2 separate regions of the Mus musculus genome follow, and region 2 is linked to region 1. A link is a contact called in public ChIA-PET data. All regions are on one chromosome and are shown on one strand. The core of a region is the stretch at or near the end of the contact, and the rest is flanking DNA. Distances in the headings are between cores, read along the strand shown.

Region 1 (4,244 bases), core at 1,044-3,543:
GTGTAAGGGAGTTTCAGGTGACCATGTTCCAAACCCAGCTTCAATCAACTGTGTGACCCTGGTCAAATGAATCACTGGGCCACTCTTTCTTCTTTGATCAAAAAGAAGTTTAAAGGTATGTCCTAGGAATGCTGTGAGAACCAAATAATATTTTTTATTCACTCACTCACCCACTCATTCATTCAATACAGGCACCTACTGTGTGCCAGGTACATTTAAGGCACAGGGTAATCAGTCCTTAGAATCTAGAATTCTGATAGTGGAAATCTATGTAATTCATGTACACTGTCACAACAAGACTTGAACCTCTGTTTAAGGTGCATAGTATTTGTGTGTGTGTGCGCGCACACACACACACACATACACACACATATGCAACACTTTTTTTCTTTTCTTTTCTTTTCTTTTCTTTTTTTTTTGTTTTTGTTTTTGTTTTTGTTTTTTTTTTGAGACAGGGTTTTTCTGTATAGCCCTGGCTGTCCTCGAACTCAGAAATCCATCTGCCTCTGCCTTCCGAGTGCTGGGATTAAAGGCGTGTGCCACCACGCCCGGCACAACACTTTCTTTTAATTAGTATATATTCATTGTATAAAGTAATGTGTTTTAAAACTCACATGTGGTGGTACATGCCTAGTAATACAAACATTCAGAAGGTAGAGACACTAGGATCAGGAATTCAAAATCGTCCTCAGATGCACAGTGAGTTTTAGGCTAGCCTGGGCTACCTGTGTCAAAAAGCAAAACAAAACAAAAAGCTAGTGAGACGGCTCAGTGGTAAAGATGCTTGCAAAGCTCAAGCCTGATGCAATTTAAGTTTTATCCTCAAAACTCACCTGCAGGTGAAAGGACAGAACTGACCCCACAAAATCGTCCTTTGACCTCTACGTGCATTCATATACCTCCTCCAGCTCCCCCACATATAATAAGAAATTTGACGCAAGCTCAAAAGGAAACAAATCAATGGGTTTCATTGTGATATTTACATGCCAATAATCCTGGGATATATATCCCATTGTCCTCAACCCTCAAAGTTCCCCCTTCTACTTTTATGCCATGTATATGTCTAAATCCAGAGTCCATGTGTGAGGGGAGGCATGCTGAATAGGTGTTTCTCTTTCTGAGTCTTGCTTAGTTTTCTCTTTCTGTGCTTCTTTGTGTGGGATGTATAGTGAATGCATGGAGGCTGGGGGATGGCCTTGGGTGTCCTTCTCTGTCACTCTCTGCATTATTCATTCAACAGGGTCTCTTGCTGAATCTGGAGCATGTACAAGGTTAGCCCTAACCATTAACTCTTGTCCTGGTGCTTGCTCACCAAGCACACTTGCCCACTAAGCCATCTCTCTGCTTCTGCCTATTTTGCTTAGCTTGACAATCTCTAGTTGAACTATTTCCTATAAGTGACTCTATTTTTTTCTTTTCTATAAATTAATAAATGCATTTATTGCTGGCTATGGTGATGCAGACCTTTAATCTCATTAGTCCGGAGACAGAGACAGGTTGATCTCTGTGAGTTCAAGGCCAGCCTGTTCTATATAGCCAGTTTTAGGCTAGCCAGAATCAGATATTGTCTCAAAAAAATGAAACACTCCCCCACCAATGAAACAAGACAAAACAAAAATGGAAATATCCTAGCATTAGGAGGCAGGAAGACTTTAGTCTGATTCCCCAGTAAAACGTTTGTACCTATAACCCCTGTGTGGTGAGGTGGAGGCAGGAGGATTGCTTGGGCTTGTTGTTCACCTACAAAGCAGAAAAATGATGTGTTCTGTGATCTGTGATGTGATAGACTCTGTCTCAAGAGAATCAGATGGGAAGCGATAGAGAAGGGCACAGGCATGCACCTGAACAAATATGTATACATACATAATACAATGCACGCACATGTGCATGCGCACGCGTGTGCGCGCACATACACACACACTCTCTCTCTCACACACTTTAAAAGCAAAAGAAAAATAAGCTACAAAACCAAGACTAAGGGAGATAGCTGGGTACTAACCAGAGTGCTTGCCTGGAATGCGAGAGTTCTGGTTTAAATCTCAGCACTGCGATAAATAAGGAACTGAGTATTACTTTGGTGGTAGGCTGAGCACTGCCTGGCTTCAGGATAACTCTTGCACCAATTCTGTGCCCACTTAATAGGTACAGTAATGGAGGCTCTATCCAGAAAAGGCTCGTGTTCAAGTGTGCCACTGACAAGGCAGGGATTGGAACGTTAAATCTTGCCCACCCCCACTTCCTGCCCACCAGCCTGTTCCTGGCACCTACGACTCCAGCTGGGCTTGTGGGTTGGGCATAGGCGGTACCAACTTCCGGCCTCTGGGTTGTAGTGGTGGGGTGAGGGCAGGGAGGGAGGAGAGGAGGAGGTGGGTCGTTCCAGGTCTCACAGTGCTTTGCATTTTCCTCTAGAAATCTAAGTTCCCACCAAGGCCTCTCAGTTTTAGAGATTGGGTTTTGATGAGGGCTTCTGTGAAGCCTGGGGCTCACTCATTGTGAGAGTGTAGGGCCCTGAGCTTCTATCAAGGCTCACTGAACCTTGTGAGAGTGCAATGTCTCGGGGCTCTGAGGCTTTTCCAGGGAATGGGCTGGGCTGTTCACCGCCGTGAGAACAACCTTGTGGCTCCCCTATCTTCAGCCACCCTTCTGAATCAGAAAAGATCCACATAGGTCAGTGAAGGGATGCCTTTTTCAACCCCGTTTCCATGAATCTGACGGGGAGTCATGCTAGACACCAACCCTCCTGGTACCCTTGCTGTGAAGGCAGCTATTGATCTCTTAAAATCGTTAACCTCTGTTGGCTTTAGTGAGTTGTGCTGGGAGAATCTTCCAGACCCTGAAAGCAATGTTCACCTGCATCGAAACCCACCCAACAATCACACAGAGACCTCTCTTCTCTAAATATTTCATGCCTCCGGTATTTATTCTAGTGTCTATGCCGTAGATCTGTGGAGATGGAGGACAGACTCAGGGTGAGGCTGAGGTGACAGCTAAAGTAGACTACTCCCTTGGAGTCCAGAATAGGTACTCGGGTACCATCCATAGAAGGAGATATTTAAGCTGAGATTAAATAAAAACATTTAAATTATTGATTATTTTGTGTATGCATGTATGCATACTTATGTATGTATATGGAAGATTTATTTGAGTATGTACTTGTACACGTGGAGGTCGATATCAAGAGTTTTTCCTCCCTCCTTCCAGTATATTTTCTATATAAAAACTACATTTATTTATTTATTATTGTGGTGTGTGTATGTATGGTGTTATGCAAATGTCATGGCAAGTGTGCAACAATGCTTGTGTGGAGATCAGAGGAGAATTTGTGGGTCTCAGGGTTTCAGGCTTGATAACAAATGCCTTTACCTGCTAAACCATCTTGCCAGCTCTCCATATTGTTTTTGAGGTAAGGTCTCTCAAACTCTGACCTAGAGTTCTGACAAGTTGGCTATACTGGCTGCCCAGAGGGCACCAGGGGTCCTTAAGAGTCCATCTCCCATGCTGAGGCTATGGACACATACTACCAAGCTGGGATCCCCCAGGGCTGAGGCTATGGACACACAGTACCAAGCTGGGGTTTTAAGTAGGTGCTGGGGATAGGAGTTATCTCCCCAGCCTCCTTTCATATTTCTTGACTGCTTTGCCAGGAAGTGATCTATATCGCCACCCTCGAAGTCCCCCAAGTGCCCATCTCACCGCATCCTTGATAGCACTGAGTTTTATCGATTTTCTAAATCTTTGCTAATTTCAGTGGGAAACTTTGTTATCTCATGGTGCCAACGAATATTTCTTTTGTTTGTGACAAGGGTGAACCAGCTTCCTACATGATTGTTTCTCTCTCTCTCTCTCTCTCTCTCTCTCTCTCTCTCTCTCTCTCTCTCTCTCTCTCTCCCCTTCCCTCCCTCCCCTCTTTCTGAGACATGGTCTCACATAGCCCAGGCTTGCTTAATTTTTGCTGTGCATTGTGGATGAACTGGAACGCTTGACCTACCTTCCTTGCCTCCACTCAGCCATTGCCAGGGCCACTGTGAGCATCACTGGGAGCGTGTACTTTGGCTTTGCAAATATCCCTCTTACCTGTGTTCAGGTGTTCTCCACCTACGGGAGTTTGTGGTCATTTCCACTCCTCCCTGATTTAACATCTGTGGCCATTATTTGGGTCCCTATGTGGTGGGAATTCTGAGGTAGCCTACTTCCTACTTCCTGTCATTTGATCCATTTACTGTTTTCTTAAGCCTTTGTCCATG
Region 2 (3,898 bases), core at 1,125-3,624, 71 kb before region 1:
TCCTTTACCTTCCCTCCCACCTTGCCTGTGTGTCTGTCTTTTGTCACGAAGTCTGCACTCAAATTCGCTATGTAGCAGAGGATGACCTTGAACTATTGATTCTGCCATCTGCAATTTCAGAATTCTGGGCTGACAAACCTAGTTTATGCAGTGCTGGGGATGGAACCCAGGCTTCCTGAATGCTAGGAAACACTCCATCAGCTGAGCTCCAGCTTGCTCCTATTTTGGTTTTATGGAGACAAGGTCTTGCTAGGTAGTTCATGCTGGCCTCCAACTCATGATTCTCAGTGTTTAGCATTGTTCACTTGATGTATTTCTCCCCTCTCACATCTGTCTGCTGAGCAGCCTGTTGACTAAGCATTTCAGTGTTGGCAGCCTAGGAGGGGTTTTCCTTCCTTTCAAGTAGCAAATCTCTTCCTGTTTTTCTCTTTCTCGTTCGCTTTCTTCCTTTCTTCCTCCCTCCCTCTTTCTTTCTTTCTTTCTTTCTTTCTTTCTTTCTTTCTTTCTTTCTTTCTTTCTTTCTTTCTTTCTTTCTTTCTCTTTCTTTTTCTTTCTTTCTTTCTTTCTTTCTTTCTTTCTTTCTTTCTTTCTTTCTTTCTCTTTCTTCCTCTTTTTCTTTCCTCCTCCTTTTCTTTCCTCCTCCTCCTCCTCCTCCTCCTCCTCCTTCTCCTCCTCCTCCTCCTCCTTTTAAAAGAAAGGGCTTCATGTAGCACAGGCTGGCCTTAAATTTGCTCTAGTCATGGAGGACTTTGAACTTCTGCATCCACTTCCCAAGTTCTGGGACAACAGGTGTACAGTACCATGCCCAGTTTATGTGATGCTCAGAATGGAACCTAAGGCTATGTGTATGACAGTAAGCATTCTACCCAGAGCCCAGACTCAGCCCCAGCTCTCACTGGCTTTCTAAAAAAATGGTCTCTTTCACCTCACCTCCCTGCCTCCACTCCAGTCCTGTTTGCTATAACCTCCAAGAACCCCAACAACTATTCTTTTCCTAAGAACATGCCCTTGTTCTCATTGACAGAATGACAAAAATTGAAAGCTGAAGTGAACTGTGGGTTTGTGGAGCCATGGGGTGATTTGTGTAATCACTACTGGCTTTTATTGTATGTGCCATGATGCTGCTAAGTCTAGACCCATGCATGGTGCTGATCATTCTCCAGCCTTCTCATCATCAACAGACTTCAACTTGAACTTGTAGTGACATCTCTGTCTGCAGCGTCTCCACTGCCATCCTTGGGTAGTAGGGAGAACGGTCTCTCCTTTGTATACCTTTCCTCTATCCTTTCTCCACCTAGTCCTCCATCTCCTCCTCTTTTTTTCTTCCTTCCTTCCTTCCTTCCTTCCTTCCTTCCTTCCTTCCTTCCTTCCTTCCTTTCTTTCTTTCATTAGGTATTTTCTTTATTTACATTTCAAATGTTATCCCCTTTCTTGGTTTCCCCTATGAAAACCCCCATCCCCTCCCTCTCCTCTTCTTTCTATTCCTTATCTCCATTCCTATTTTTCCTTTTCTTCTCCTAGCTCTCTCTTCCCCCTCCTTTTCATCCTTTGCTATCTTCTGCCGCACACCCACATCTCCAACTCCTCCTTAGTAAAATTAACTGGTCCTGGAAGTTAAATGAGGATGATGATGACTTATTTTCAGTGCTAGAGATGATACCCAGGATCTTGAGCACACTAGCCAAGCACCCGCACTGAGCTATCATCTGCCCCTGTGATTGTTATAGTCAAACCACCTAGGATCACTTGCACTGTTATCCCACCCCATGAGAGTGGCCAAACCTACAGATCCCTCTGATGAATGTTCCCAAGAAAAGCCCTACACCCCTCAAACACTCCTTTCTCCAGACCAACTTCTAAATAAGAGTTCTAGAAACAGAGGCTAAGAGAGGGAAGAGCTTGTTTCAAACTGCAGGGGAAGACTAGTTCTGAGATGAGTTGATAACCTAGTTCTCTAAGCCCCTGAAAAGGGACATGTTCTCTTCCTGACGACTGTGTAATTCCTTCAGGGACACTTTCTTTCCTATTTATGTTGCAGTATTGGTCCTCATACCCAGCCTGGCAGATGCAGATTGGAGCTTGATTCTTGGTGAGGGACATGGGGTGCTCTGTGCTGTCCTATGGAACTCTGTCTCTGAAGGCTCTGTGGTTCTCATAACCATTGCCCCAAGTTTTGAGGGTGCTACCAGGTTACCACTCCCAGATCCCACCTTGAACAACTTACCATGGTGAGGGATGGTATGTAGGCTCCTGTGGGTAATGACAGGGGTGCAGGCTCAGAGGGTTCTAGGGGGTGGCTCTGGCATGGCTCTCCTCCTTCACAGGCTCTTGGCCCTAGTTCCTCTTGTAACAGCCCCTCTTTTACTTCCTTTGCGGGAGGGCTCATGACCACAGGGGAGGGAAGCTGAGGGCGGGGACAGTGCTCTGAGCTCTAGCAGCAATGACAGGGCTGAGGGAACCGTTTGGAGCTTACCCTGAAGGGATAGGTCAAAGTTGGCGGGCAGTCACTGCCAGACTAGAGAAAGTCCTTTATCCATCATCTACCTCAAGAAAAGAGTTACAGCAAAAAGCACCCAAATCAGCTGACTGCAGGACTGGCCGCTTAGTTCTCTTCAGAATCAGGGGAAGGAAGTACCATTTCAGATGTGTGTCTGCTCAGAGTTCCCATGGAAACCCTTTATGGTCCTCCCTGTAGACTGTTCCTCCAAAGCCAGGTCTGTTAGTAAGGGAAGTTTAACTGGAGTAGAAGACACCACAAGACTTATTTCCCTTTAATGTCTGTATTTCTCTTTGTGTGCGTTTCTATATGGGTGCATATGAATGTGTGGAGGGAGGTCAGAAGACAACCTTAGGTGAGTGCCAGTTCTCACCCTTCTCCTTGAAATAGGCATCACTGTTGTTTTCCTACTGTGGAAATCAGGCTAGTCTGCAAGCTTCCTGGATTCTCTTGTCTCCACCTCCTATCTCCATGTCTCAGATATTTGTTACCTTTATCTGGCTTTATGTGGGGTCTGGGGATTCAAACTCATGCCCTGATGCTTGTTGTGAAAAGTGAGCTATTGGCCTTGAGAGAGAGAGAGAGAGAGAGAGAGAGAGAGAGAGAGAGAGAGAGAGAGAGAGAAAGAGAAAGAGAGAGACACAGAGAGAAACAGAGACAGAGACAGAGAGACAGAGACAGAGACCGAGACCTTTGGAACCCAGGAGGCACTGGATCTCTGGGAGTTTACATCTGTTAACCACCTGATATGGGTGCTTGGAATTGAACTGTGGTCCTCTGAAATTACAGGAAGTAATCTTCTATCCAGTTGAGCCTTCTATCCAGCAAGCACCTCCCACTGTCACTCCACCCCAAATCTGGATATTGTTGTGGTTTTTGTTTTTGAGATAGGGTTTCCACTGTATAATTTTGACTTGTCTGGAGTTTGTAAGTAGCAAATTTGGTCTCAAACTCAGAGATCCTCCTGCCTCTGGATTGTGGGGCCCAAAGATGTACACACCATTCCTGGCCCAATCTGGGTTTTCACACTTACAGCCTTGCTGTTTTCCTGACTTGGCTCTATCAGCAGCAGCCAGCACATGTAGGGCCTACCATACGTTAGCTCAGTACTTGGTCTTTGGAAGACCAGATCACAAATGAGTCTTCTGTTGACATGGAGGAAATGACAGTTCCTAGAAGTTGTCACCTCCTCATGTTACCCACTGGGGAGGTGGCTAAGACCAAACCAGACTGGTGAGAGCCTAACAGGGACCTGTGTTCTAATCCATCTTTGGTCCATGCCACAGAGACTGGGAATGTCTCTGTGTCCTGTGCTCTCTTTCCATAGGTGAGAAGTCTATATTCTTCTCCAATATCCAGGGCCAATAGCACAACTCCACATGTGGAAGGGTGGGAGAGGAT

What was found. ChIA-PET counts read pairs in DNA pulled down with a chosen protein or histone mark.
Region 2: a contact with region 1 is called in an RNA polymerase II ChIA-PET map of effector CD8 T cells, with 81 read pairs. The contact joins the promoter of Myo1f here to the enhancer-like site in region 1. A contact is called at or near these places in 3 of 39 promoter capture datasets (hippocampal neurons, macrophages and maxillary cranial neural crest), 1 of 15 datasets of contacts at CTCF or cohesin (CD8 T cells), 4 of 115 datasets of contacts at active chromatin or transcription factors (CD8 T cells, effector CD8 T cells, embryonic stem cells and 1 more) and 4 of 9 other capture datasets (adipose tissue, embryonic stem cells, liver and 1 more).

The regions. Positions count from the first base shown.
Region 1 is chr17:33,482,275-33,486,518 of GRCm38.p6, reverse strand. No RefSeq gene overlaps it. Among named protein-coding and RNA genes, the nearest start is that of Adamts10, 40 kb to the left of the region's middle. Within about 2 kb of position 2,293, at least 44 of the 459 cell types and tissues checked have an H3K27ac peak or open chromatin away from gene starts, as enhancers often do. A contact at or near this core is called in CD8 T cells, effector CD8 T cells and memory CD8 T cells, where this site is marked.
Region 2 is chr17:33,554,183-33,558,080 of GRCm38.p6, reverse strand. Myo1f (myosin IF) reads right to left here and starts at 2,374. Exons shown (of 28, transcript NM_053214.2): 1 at 2,225-2,374. The coding sequence starts at 2,227.